Linked DNA regions of Gossypium arboreum: region 2 is linked to region 1. The links are chromatin contacts, called in public Hi-C maps. All regions are on one chromosome and are shown on one strand. Each heading gives the region's core, a stretch centred on a gene start, on an enhancer-like site or on the middle of the called end of the contact. The rest is flanking DNA. Distances are from core to core; before and after follow the strand shown.

Region 1 (6,761 bases), core at 2,290-4,789:
ATTTGTACGATATCAAGCATTATCAAGTCACGATATAATATCAGAAATCATGAAAACATATACAAGTCATCAACAAGGCATCATAATCAAATAACAATTACATATCATCACCATGTCATTTAACCATTGAAAATCTGCCCGATGAACGATATAAACAGATACAAACACGCGGTTATCCATTCAAGACACGCCAGAATGCTCAATCGAGCCAATCCAACTAAGAACACGCTTGGGCACTAAGTGCCTAGCTCGTATGCTAACATCCTCCAGAAACATGCCTGGGCACCAAGTGCCAAGCTCGTAGCCTTTACATCCGCCTCTAAAAACACGTCAAAATCACTATAAATATAAACTCGGTAATCTGCAACAAATGCTGGACTCCGGTATATTCAGTGAATAATAACAAGTCAAGAATCATCATCTCATCACAAGGCAATCCCGTACAACATGCAAAATAACCTATTGGCATGCCAATTGTATCCTATCTTATGTTCATCTGGGCTCGATACATAAAATCACATAACACTTTACAGTTCAATTACATTTCTCACATTGAATCAATTTGATACAATTTAATTATATATACACATATTCAACAAATCATAAATCACAAGTCGATACAGTATTATATATTATACTAAATTAAATCGTATGAACTTACCAAGGCTAAACAACAAAAATTGCAATATCAGAGACTAATAAATAATTTTCTCTTTTTCACAATTATCCACCAACTCTTGATCTAAACAATAATTATTTCAATTATCAGCCCAAATACTTTATAATAACCTATTTAATGCATACGACATTTTTATTGACATTTTTTACAATTGCCTTAAACTTTAATATTTTATATAATTTAGTCCCTAAAATTGAAACAAGTTCATTTTTCATAATAAAGCCCAAAACTATTATGTCGAATTCATGATCATCCAAAAACAGCTCTCAAGTCATGAATTTTACAAGAAATTCATGCCATTTTTAACAATTTAACAATTTAGTCCCTAAACTCAAAACTAAGCAAAACCACTTTACAAATTAGTCCAAACTCATCATCAAGCTTCAAACCAAAGCATTAACATCTAAAAAGCTTCAAGAACATCAATGGCAAGTTTTCAAAATTTTGAAAGTTTCACAAAATAGCCTTTGAACTAGATAGATTAAGTTACAACGATTTCAAAAACATAAAATTCATGAAAAACGACTGAAAATGAACTTCCACGCAAGTTTATAAACAAGGCCGAAGGTTGGAGATTTAACAACAATGGTGTTCGGTGGTGAGATTTCAAAATGGAGATGACGACAACTTATGCTTATGTTTTTAACTTTTATGCACACCTTAATAATGGCTTTGTTTGCTAAATTGAACCATTTCCTCAAATAATTTTAAAAAGTTGATATTTCCCTACTTTCTTTTCAATCGAAATATTGGAAAAAAAAACAAAATAAATATATACACACACATATAGATAAAATGCATACATCTACTTATAACTCTTCTTGATTTTTAAATCAAAAGAAAAATGCTCTTAAGAGTTAGTTTACCATTGAGGTTGAAAAGTGTTGCGAAAAAGTACTTTTCAAAAATTTAATTGGGTTATCATCATGTCAATAAGTATTTTTGGAAAGATAAAATGTCAATTTTAAATATGATATTGTAAAGAAAAAGATTTAATAACGAGATAAAATATAAATTTATTAAAAAGCACTTTCTAAAAGCTAAGTTTAGACTTGGCTTAAACCCGAGTTTAAAATCAAGTTTGGTTTGAAAATATTTTGTTTATCTAAATTTTTATTTAAAATCAAGATTTGAGTTGAAAAATATTTTCAACGTCAATGGTAAATTAGAATTTTAACCCAAATAAAAAGACAAAAGTGCTTTTCAATGCATTTACTTTTTATTCGCCTATTAAATCTTCTATATTACAATATCATGTTTAAAATTAACATACACTATCAAAATTTTCAAAATTATTTTTAAAATTTTTTTCACGACATTTTTAAAAATACATTTCAACTTCAATAATAAACCGTCTTAAATATACTCAAATCCCCATTCTTCTAATTATTTAATAACAAAATGTTAACTATATTAAATCTCAAATAAAATAAAGATATTAAGTGCGAATGAGTTTCTTGAAATGTTAAAAATAATGTACTTAATACTCTAAAAAGAAAAGGTAATGTCCTTCACAAATGCCATTGGTCAAGTCAAGCGAATCTAATATATTTAGGTACATAGTAACATTAAAGGATACAAAGAGTATATTAATAAATGATATTTAAGAGTATAGAGTAAAAATACATTAAAAATATCTTTAAAATCATGATCGTAAAGAGTGCATTAATAATTTTAAAAGATTTCCCAAATTGGTTTTACATACATTTATTATTTATTTATGAGTTTCACTTTAAGGGTATTTATAAACGCCAAGTAAATATTTTATTACAATTTTATTAAATAAAAGTTAAGTTTAACGTATTAATTTCCCTCAATTAAAAATTAAACTACATTTAAGCTAATTGAATTATTAATAAATTTATATTTTAGTCATTTAACTTTAAAAAATTATAACATAGTTATTAAATATTTCGATGTTTTTATTTAAGTTACTAAGCTATTAAAATCATTATCACATGACCTTCTTCATTCGCACTGCCTACACCAATTGAAAGCTCCTCTTCTCCTCCTCTTGTATGGTTTAGTTTGTTTTCTTAAAATGCTTTTAAACTTTATAGTTCTACAAATCATAATCCGAGCAAATTTGTTCTTTTAATATCTCTGACGCTAACTATTAGATTAACTTGTATCTAAAGTATTGCTACTCATTGGTGGATACTGTTTTACTGTATCGATCATTGACTCATTACTTGAAGTTAGCCGATGGAACTTTTGAAAAAAAACTTAATAACTCGATGACTTATACAAAAATTTCAAATAATTCAATAAAGTATCTTTAAAATTTTTGAGGTTTAAAGATTAAAGTATAAACTTAATAATAGTTACTCTTGAAATTTTTTATTACATTATTTATATATTACCATAATCAATACCACTTTTAACTATAAATACCTTTATTGAAGATTTTTTAGATAAATTTTATCTTCAATACGATATATTTAATTTTTTATCTTACATTATAATATCACTATATCACTATAGTATTAAATTTCATCTCTGTCATTCTTTTTACATTTACCATAAATAAAGGCAACCTTCATCCAAAATAATCTTAAATAATAACGCTACTCTTATATCTTAATAATAGAAATCCTGTGGGGAATATGACCGTTGAATTCAATCTGACATACCACGTCATCACTGAGACAGTACTCCCCTCGTAGACTGTGACTCTACTCTGCATTAACACTTACCCAAAAATCATAGCAATAATCTTTAAAGAAGGAAATGTCAAATATATGTATTCCCCTGTGGTGGGCATTAGTTGCTAACGGTGCACATTATTTGAATCTGGACCGTCTGATTTCTGACACAACCTCTGATCTATCTATCAAGGATCCGAGACGGGTAAATAATACTGTACAAACTAACAAAAATCCCTGCTTCCTTACAACTAAACAAAAACAAAAACATAAAGGCCCCTCTCTAGCCACTTGTTTTCTATTTCCACTTCCAAAATTTCTCCTCCTTTTTCCCACTGTTTTTTCAATCTGGGGTTCTTTTGTTTTTGGCGTCTGTCCGGTTCTTTTTGCGCTCCAACTTAATACCTTTGTATGGTTTTCAAAGATTGAAGCTTTTCACTCAAAATGGCTATTTTACTGCTGCTATTGCCTCTGCTTGTTTCAGCTGTTTATGGTGATGAAAGTAAGTCTCTTTGAAGCTATACTTTACTACTTCCAATCCTTAGGCTTTACCTCCCTCTCTATATTTGTGTTTTTGTCTTTGCTGATATTTCTGCTTATCTCTGCTGAAAAAAACCTTTTAAATTCCTTGTTTCAGTGATGGGTAGTGTGTATTTTCCTTGGGAGGGTGCTACTTATTCTGTTTAGCACTCTAATAATCTTCATTTGATGTTTCCTTGTGTTCATTCATAGTGGAATTATTGAATTTTAAAAACAAAAATTATTGTGTTGTTGTAAATCAAAATCTTACTTTAATTATTTTATCATGAAACTTTGTTTTTATTTTCTGTAGAAACTAGACATTCTAATGTTAAAGAGTGAGGAAGAGCGAATGGTCTTACCCTTTTGCAGTCAAAGCAGGGGCCTCTGTTTAAAAGTCTTTCCCCTTTGTTGGAATTTCTTCTGGTCTTTCCTTTCACTATATTCAATGGGAATCTCAGCTAATAATGCATTCCAGCTCATATGGTTCTTTACCCCAGTTTGCCCTTACATTTGACATAATACTTTAGAGGACCAAAATAACCTCATTCAATGCAAGATCTCCAAGTCGTTAAAGGTGTTGGTATCTTAGGAATATTTATGTACATTGGAGGGTAGTATTGTCATCTTAATGGTGTATAGTTAACATGTTTGCCTAGTTGGTCCCGTATGTTATATGTGGAGTTCCATCACCCCCCTGAACCGTTTCTTATAGGAAATAATTTAAATATTTTAAAATGAGTTCTCAGTTCATGTGCTTTGGTATTTTTTATGATGGATGTTGCTATGACATGTCTGATGTCTTATTGTATGTTTGTTTAAGTTGTTAGGAGAATTGTAATGAAAAAGAAAACTCTTATAATATATATATCATATTAATGTTGGTTTCGAGGAATAGACAAGTATAGGAGGATTGTGTTACTTATATGGTGTGATATGTTACCCACCTTTGAGCTAATTCGATTTAATATTCAAAGTTTTGCTCCAAATTCAACATTTTTTATTCTGTTTCTTTCCTAAAATGACTTGGGAACCTTTGAGTCAAAACTTACTGCTGAAGGAAAGTATGAGATTGACCCGAAAGATTATATCGTAACTTATGTTGAACTTCATGCAGAAGTCTTTAAGATATTGCTTGAATATGAGGAAGCATTCTCCTTCTAGAAGCACTCGCCTTTAAGCCACATATGCCTTCTGTACTTGGTTATAATTATTGTGTTGTCTTGTAAGTCTCAAGGTGGAAGGTGATAAAGAGATAACCGGATCAAGCACATATTGAACTGTAATCCTACATTGGTTGATCTCTGCAATAAAAGATAAAATTCCTTATGGTTGCGTTGCTATGTTTGACCTAAAGCTATTTGTCAAACTCATGCTGATATGCAGCTATTCATTATTAAAAGGACTGTTTGAAGCAATATGCACTATGGAAGTTAACATATATTGATGAATATAATCATATTAATGATATCATCAACATATTTCTTTTAGGAATGAATTGCAATATTCTAGTTAATGGAGTCAATGATATCATCAACATATTGACATTGTTAATCTCTTGTCAAGATGGAAGACCTTTCATTTTTCTTGGATATCATGTCTTAACATTGGCCAATGGATCTTTTTATGCAGAGGCCTTTATCGGAGTGAACATTGGTACGGACCTTTCCGACATGCCCAGCCCTACTCAAGTGGTAGCCCTTCTCAAGGCTCAGAATGTCTGGCATGTGAGGCTTTATGATGCTGATCGAGCTATGCTCCTTGCACTTGCCAACACAGGTATCCAAGTGACTATCTCTGTCCCCAATGAGCAGCTCCTTGGTATTGGTCAGTCGAATGCCACTGCAGCCAACTGGGTGGCTCGCAATGTTATAGCCCATGTCCCTGCCACCAACATCACAGCAATAGCTGTTGGGTCCGAAGTACTAACTGCGCTCCCAAATGCTGCTCCTGTCCTAGTTTCTGCCTTAAAGCTTATCCACTCTGCCCTTGTTGCTTCAAATCTTGACAGTCAAATCAAAGTCTCTACACCACATTCATCTTCAATTATTCTGGACTCTTTTCCACCTTCTCAAGCCTTCTTTAATCGTTCATGGGATCCTGTCATGGTTCCATTACTAAAGTTTTTGCAGTCTACTGGGTCGTACCTTATGCTCAATGTATATCCGTATTATGATTATATGCAATCAAATGACGTGATCCCGTTGGACTATGCTCTTTTCCGGCCCCTCCCTCCAAACAAAGAAGCTGTGGATGCTAACACACTTCTGCATTACACTAATGTCTTTGATGCTATTGTTGATGCAGCATATTTTTCAATGTCATACTTAAACATCACCAATGTTCCGATTGTAGTCACCGAGTCTGGTTGGCCTTCTAAGGGTGATTCATCTGAGCCTGATGCTACGGTTGACAATGCTAATACATACAACAGTAACTTGATCAAGCATGTAATTAACAACACTGGGACTCCTAAACATCCTGGGATTGCAGTTAGTACTTACATTTATGAGCTTTACAATGAGGATTTGAGACCTTCGCCACTCTCGGAAAAGAACTGGGGGCTATTTGATGCCAATGGAACACCGGTTTATATTTTACACTTGACAGCTGCTGGTACTGTTTTTGCAAATGACACTACAAACCAAACTTTTTGTGTTGCAAAGGATGGTGCTGATCCGAAGATGTTACAAGCAGCTCTTGATTGGGCTTGTGGACCTGGGAAAGTTGATTGCTCACCTTTGTTGCAGGGGCAACCATGTTATGAGCCCGATAATGTGGTTTCCCACTCAACTTATGCTTTCAATGCATACTTCCAACAGATGGGCAAGTCTACTGGAACCTGTGATTTCAAGGGGGTGGCTACCATCAGTACAACTGATCCAAGTATGTGACTATGAGATTTGTTCTTATAGAAT
Region 2 (6,761 bases), core at 2,266-4,765, 180 kb before region 1:
CGTATGAGCTCTATTTTAAGTTGCTGCATTAATGAAGCTCAGAGGGCTTTTATTCCAGGAAGACTAATATCAGATAATATGTTGATTGTTTATGAGGTCCTTCACTCTCTCAAAATGAAAAAGAGTGGTAAAAAAGGAAATTTTACACTTAAACTTGATACGAGTAAAGCCTATGATCAAGTTGAATGGAATTTTCTGGCTGGTATGATGAAGCACTTGGGTTTCCATGAGGACTGGATTGTACTCATCATGAGGTGTGTATGTTCTGTTTCCTACTCGACTACTCTTAATGGAGTCAATGGCAAATAATTTTGCCCCTCAAGAGGCTTAAAGTAAAGAGATCCTCTTAGCCCCTATCTATTTCTAATCTGCGCTGAAGGTTTCTCTACTCTGATTTAAGATGCCAAAAACAAAGGTTGGATGATGGGCGCAACTATTGGTAGGGAGAAATTTACTATTAATCATCTATTTTTTTTGCATACGATTGCATCCTTTAAGCGCTTCGTGTGAGGGGGCTAGAGTGATCCAAGATATCATTCGAAAGGGCTAGAGTGGTCCAAGATATCATTCAATAATATGAGATGGTCTCAGGACAACGAGTGAATTTCAACAAGTCCCTTATCTATTTCGAGGCTAATGTAAATTCAAATGTTAAAAGCAAAGATTATCAATTTGTTAAGAGTTCACGAGTGGCTACCAATCTTGAAAAGTACCTTGTACTGCCTATGATGGTAGGTAGAAGGAAAACATGTGCTTTTGCCAATTTTGCTAATAGATTCAAGATGATGGGCGCAACTATTGGTAGGGAGAGATTTGCTATTAATCATCTATTTTTTGCATATGATTGCATCCTTTAAGGCTATGCTTCGTGTGAGGGGGCTAGAGTGGTCCAAGATATCATTCGAGAATATGAGATAGTCTCAAGACAGCGAGTGAATTTCGATAAGTCCCTTATCTATTTCGAGGCTAATGTAATTCAAATGTGAAAACAGAGATTATCAATTTGTTAGGAGTTCATGAGTGGCTACCAATCTTGAGAAGTACCTTGGACTTCTTATGATGGTGGGTAGAAGGAAAACATAGGCTTTTGCCAATTTTGCTGATAGATTCAAGATGATGGGCGCAACTATTGGTAGGGAGAGATTTGCTATTAATCATCTATTTTTTGCATATGATTGCATCCTTTAGGGCGATGCTTCGTGTGAGGGGGCTAGAGTGGTCCAAGATATCATTCAGAGGGGCTAGAGTGGTCCAAGATATCATTCGAGAATATGAGATGGTCTCAAGACAGCGAGTGAATTTCGACAAGTCCCTTATCTATTTCGAGGCTAATGTAAATTCAAATGTAAAAGCAGAGATTATCAATTTGTTAGGCGTTCACGAGTGACTACCAATCTTGAAAAGTACCTTGGACTGCCTATGATGGTGGGTAGAAGGAAAACATGGGCTTTTGCCAATTTTGCTAATAGGTTCAAGAAAAGAGTTGAAGGGTGGAGTTTGAGATATCTGTCAATGGGGGCTAAGGAGGTTTTAAATCTGTTTTGCAACTCCGCTTTTTACCATGCAATGTTTTCTTTTTCCGAAAATGTTATGTCGTACCTTAGAAGGCCCAAGACATAATGAATAGATTCTGGTGGTCTATAGCAAAACGTCAAAGGGCATTCATTGGAGCAGTTGGGATAAATCATGCAATCCAAAATGCCCTGGTGGGTTAGGTTTTAAAAACTTGTTTTTGTTTAATAAGGCCTTATTGGCAAAACAGATTTGGCGTATATTATCTCAGCCTCGTTGTCTATTAGCCAGAGTTTTAAGAGCACGTTATTTCTCGTTTTCGGATATTCTATCTGCGAAAATTGGTTCTTACCCTTCTTTTACCTGGAGGAGTATTTGCAGCGCCCGGGAGTTGATTGTGGAAGGGATTTTGTGGCAGGTTGGCAGTGGTGATCGCATCAACATCTGGAACGATCTTTGGCTGCCTGGAAGAGAGAATAACAGAGTTACAGTCCAACAAATCAGGCCTAATTGGATGAATGTTAACCAGCTTATTGACACTGAATCTAATACCTAGAATAGGGAGTTGGTGCAAACTTTAGTTGATGATGAAACAGCAGATCGAATCTTTTCTATTCTGATTTCGGGGAGTTGCTCGGAGGATATGATGGTTTGGAAGCACGAAGGATCGGGGGAGTACACCGTTAAGAGTGGGTACAAAATCCTATCTACAGCTCATTTACAATACCATACATATATTTCCTCTATGAATGATAATTACAAAGATTTCTATAAAGCCTTATGGGCACTAAACATTCCACAAAAAATAAAAATCCATTGCTGGAGGCTGATTAACGATCTGCTGCCCCATTTTGGTAATCTGGCGCGACGGAAGTTGAGTGTGGATGTTGCTTGCCCTCTGTGTAAGGCAGATCTAGAGGATACAGCTCATTTGGTATGGTCTTGTGATACTCTACAGCGTGTTTGGGCTTCATTACAAGTAAAGGTTCCACCACTAGAAGCTTCGTTGTGCTGTAAGAGGCGTTTTGTTAGAATGTTTTCTGCAACAGATGAGCAACAGAGACGAATCATTACCTTGTCAGGTTGGGGGATTTGGCACCGCAGAAATAAGCTAATCCATGAATGGGGTCAAATTTTCCATGTAAGAATTTTTAGGGTTTATTCGAGGGTATGAACTAGAGATCTGCCTAAACCAAGAGAATCTCCGTCCTCCCGTTAAAATTATGGTGAAGGATCTGTGGAGACCTCCAGATGATGGAGTTATCAAGTTAAACTTTGATGTATCTTTCCAAAAAGATGTCAAAATCGCTACAACTGCAGTTATAGCCAGAGATTCTACAGGAGATATCGTAGGGGCAGAAACCTATCTGGTCGAGGATGTTGCTGATGCATTTGTAGCTGAGGCACGGGCTTGTGAAAGAGCACTTATTTATGCGGCTGAGAGGGGCTTTCGGAGGCTACAATTGGAAGGTGACTCATTGTCAGTTATCAAGAGTATTAAGAAGGAAGGGAAAAACAAATCGATCCTTAGGCCGATTACTCAACATATTTGTAAAATGGGGTTGAGTTTTGATGAGGTAACTTACCTTTTTGTGCCCAAATCGATGAACGGAGCGGCTCATACTCTCGCGCTGGAAGGCCGGAGAAAGCATTTTTGCGGAGGGTGGGGTACTGGTGTGCCTGCATCGGTGAAGAAGTTTGTGATGGCAGATAGGTTGGCCTGGTTCTAGCGTCTCTAAGGTTTTCCCCATTTTTTCTTTGATTTTGGAGAAGGTTCATTGAATCTCCAAAGCCGGCGTCAAAGCATTTGCTCTCTCCTTCTTTTGGTTCTGATTTTCTTTCAGTTTCTTGGAGAGAGGTTTGGCTGATATTTGTTTCAAAAGAGGCATGGTTCAAGACGTTTGCTTTTCTACTTTCTTTTGTTTGGTAGTTTCTTGAAGTTCATTTAATTTTCTGTTTGCTAGCTGTTTTCCTTTATCTGTTAGGTGTCTTTTCATGTGACTTTTTGTAGCTTTTCAACCGTTTGGTGTCTTGAGCCTTGCACTAATAATATCAATCAGTTTATTTTCAGAAATATAGCAAAAAAAATTTGAGCACTATGTGAATATATAAAATAATATATGTACATTAATAAATTAATGTATAGAGAAATATATCAAAATTTATATAAAACCAGAATTTTACTTTTAAAAATATAGAAAAAATTGAGCATCATGTGAATATATAAAATAATATATATTTATAAATTTAAATTAATAAATTTACAGTACTATAAATAAATAAATAAAAATCACAAAACAAATACAAAATTTTCAATTTTTTTTTTTCTCTTCCCACTTTTTTCCATCTTTACTTTCAATGTTTCCTTCTATTCCGAAACCTTAAAATAGAAAAGGAACATCTACAAACAACAGTTCTGTCCGTGCTTCTTACCTTTTATAAAAATTAATAATTTTACAGTAATATATACATAAAATTCACAAAAACAAATACTAAATTTCCATATTCAATACTATAGCGCTACACATGTATCTTACTTTTATATAAACTAGATTTTATGCTCAAATTTAATTTTAATCATATTCAATAGTAAATATTTGTATGTTTTATATAAATAAATTTAGATTTAAAATTTAATAATTATAAAAATCTTTACTCGAGATTCAACAAAAGTACGATATGAAAGAGTTTAAAATTATGACATAAAAGTAATATGAAATTAAATGAATGTATAATTGGTCCGACCCTTTAAACGAGTGTAAATCCATTGGAATAAATAATTTCAATAAAATAGGCAAATTTGCGAATGATTATATGAAATTATTTATTAAAAATATTTTATAAAAAATAATTATTCTATGCACAACAAATAAAATAAAAGAAATTCGGATGCAAGTGTAGAATATTGTCGTATGTCCTTATATATGACAACATCCTACATCCTTATATGTAATTTTTCATTACACAGAAAGTTTACAAAATAATTATAAAAAACTTATTTAAATGTAAATCATTTAAATATTCTAAAAATTTTAATATGTATCCAAAATTGACTTACGAGCGGGCAAACAAACCCAAATCTATTTAAACGTATATAATTGTTAAAAAAAATCTTACTTGTAGGGGTGAGTGTTCGATCGAATCGAATGAAAAAATTTCGAGTTAATCGAGTTGACGAATCATATTTTATCATCCTAATTTAATTTGAAATTTTCTCGAATCGAGTCGAGTGAGATGGAATTCGAATCAAATCGAATCGAATATATTTGTTCGAGTTGAATTTTATAAAACAATTTTGATTCCTTGCAACCATCGTCACCTATCGTAATAAAATTTGTCCACCTTAATCAAAATTTTCTTTAACTTTCATCACCTCATAATTTATTTATTAATCTTTTATATAAGGGTTAGCTTCTTTATTTGCTTAGTTATTTCAATTATCTTGATTCTTGTTACTATATATTTTGGAATTAAAAATATATTAAATGTAAAAATGTGATTTTTAATAAAAGTTATTTTAAAGATAAAATGTAAAATTGATACCAATATAAAATTTTAACATGAATATTTAATGGCATAATTAATAATTCAATTTTAATATAAATATTCAATATGATTAAACATTTTAATAACATAAATAATCTAAAATGTGAAATTTAATTTAATAATATAAATAGTAGATATAAATAAAATTATTACTATTTATGTTTAGTGATTTTTTAATAATTTTAATTTTTATTTGAGAGTAAAGGGTGAGAGATAAAAGTTTAAGGGAAAAAAAGTTTTGAGGAATAGAAGTTTGAGGGAGAGTAAAATTTTGGAGGGAAAATATTAAAAAAATTTGGGGTGATGGATTTGGGGTAGATGGGAGGTGGGATGGGAAGGAAGTAAAAAGTTTAGGGGGAAAGTGGGAGGGAGTAAAAATTTTAGGGGAAAATAAAAAGTTTTGAGAGTTTTTTGGAGTAAAATTTAAAAAAAAAAAAGTAAATGGCAGAGTAAAATTTTGGTGGGAAATGGATTTTGGGTAGATTGGGGGGTTGGGATGGAAGGAGAGTAAAAGTTTTGGGGGGAAAGTGGAAAGGAGTAAAAGTTTTGAGGGAAAAGTAAAAAGGTTTGGGAGTTTGGGGTAAAAATGTAAAATATTATAGTTTGATATTCGAATTATTCGAATTATTCGAATTATTCGAGTTATTTGAATTCGAAAACTCAACTCGATTCGAAATCGAAATACGAAAAAAAAATTCGAGTTGACTCGAATAACTCGATTAACTCGAATAACTCGATTCGTTTAACTTAAAATTCAAATTTTTTTCAATTTTTTCGAGTCAAATCGAGTTTTCCTCACCTTTACTTACTAGCATTATTCTCCCTAATGATAATCTCCCTTAAATTCACAGTTGCTGATATTTCAAATAAATTGTCGACCTCCCTTCACACATCATTTAAACTAAACTCTAAACACAAACACAAGTCCAATATCAACAATAAATCCCCACTTTTATAACTCAATTCAAAGCTTCCTATTAAATTTTTTATCATAATAAGTTGACTACCAATGCAAAGCATTCGTAACTCTATCATCAACCGGAAATACTTTCAATGCTAATCTTTTAAGTTATTTTGGAATTTAATTTACTAGTTTACATTATATTTAATTGTTTTTTTCATAGGCGCACTAAGTAAAAGATGTTTATGAAGAACCCTTTGAAGCCATGCATCTTCCACTGGCTACATCTACTGTTTATGCATGTTTTTGCTCTAATGTTGATTTAGTTTCATGTTAAATTCTTATGTGCTTTTTTCATGGTTATATCATCCATGTAATGAAATAAATGATTATAGTAAAGATTAAATATTTTGGAACTTGTTTAATCAAGAGGTATTAGTTATGAAATGTTAGCCAACAACATAGTGAATGTGCAAATATTTTATTAGAACAAAAGAGAACCACAGTAAAACTAAATTGGTTAACGTTAAAAATAGTACATACTAAAAGAAAGTAAAGAAACGAATGGATGTGCGCAATTTAAGAATTTGAAGACAAAAATTGAATGGTGAAGAAAGATTGTATAAGAAGGGTAAGCTAACATGCAACTCAAATTATCTCAAACAAATCTTCTTCCTCTAAGAGGGGATAAACAATCTTAATTTATAAAATTACATAGGAGACTTTGAAAACAATAAAATGGCTCCATTAATGATAATAACGATGTTTTTTCTCTGGGCAAGATCAATGCTTACAGTTCAAG

Evidence for each region. Hi-C and Micro-C count contacts between places; a contact is called where the count stands out from the background.
Region 2: a Hi-C map of leaf shows a contact between it and region 1, with 2.4 times the contacts expected there. The contact joins the promoter of LOC108462013 here to the promoter of LOC108467244 in region 1. A contact is called at or near these places in 2 of 5 Hi-C or Micro-C datasets (both in leaf).

The regions. Positions count from the first base shown.
Region 1 is chr2:80,825,371-80,832,131 of ASM2569848v2, reverse strand. LOC108467244 (glucan endo-1,3-beta-glucosidase 3-like) reads left to right here and starts at 3,539. Exons shown (of 4, transcript XM_017767833.2): 1 at 3,539-3,826; 2 at 5,476-6,729. The coding sequence starts at 3,769.
Region 2 is chr2:81,004,521-81,011,281 of ASM2569848v2, reverse strand. It overlaps LOC108462013, which reads right to left and starts at 3,515. Exons shown (of 5, transcript XR_008278944.1): 1 at 3,099-3,515; 2 at 2,587-2,969; 3 at 2,065-2,523; 4 at 1,876-1,976. It overlaps LOC108466852 (L-ascorbate oxidase homolog), which reads left to right and starts at 6,615. Exons shown (of 3, transcript XM_017767212.2): 1 at 6,615-6,761. The coding sequence starts at 6,698.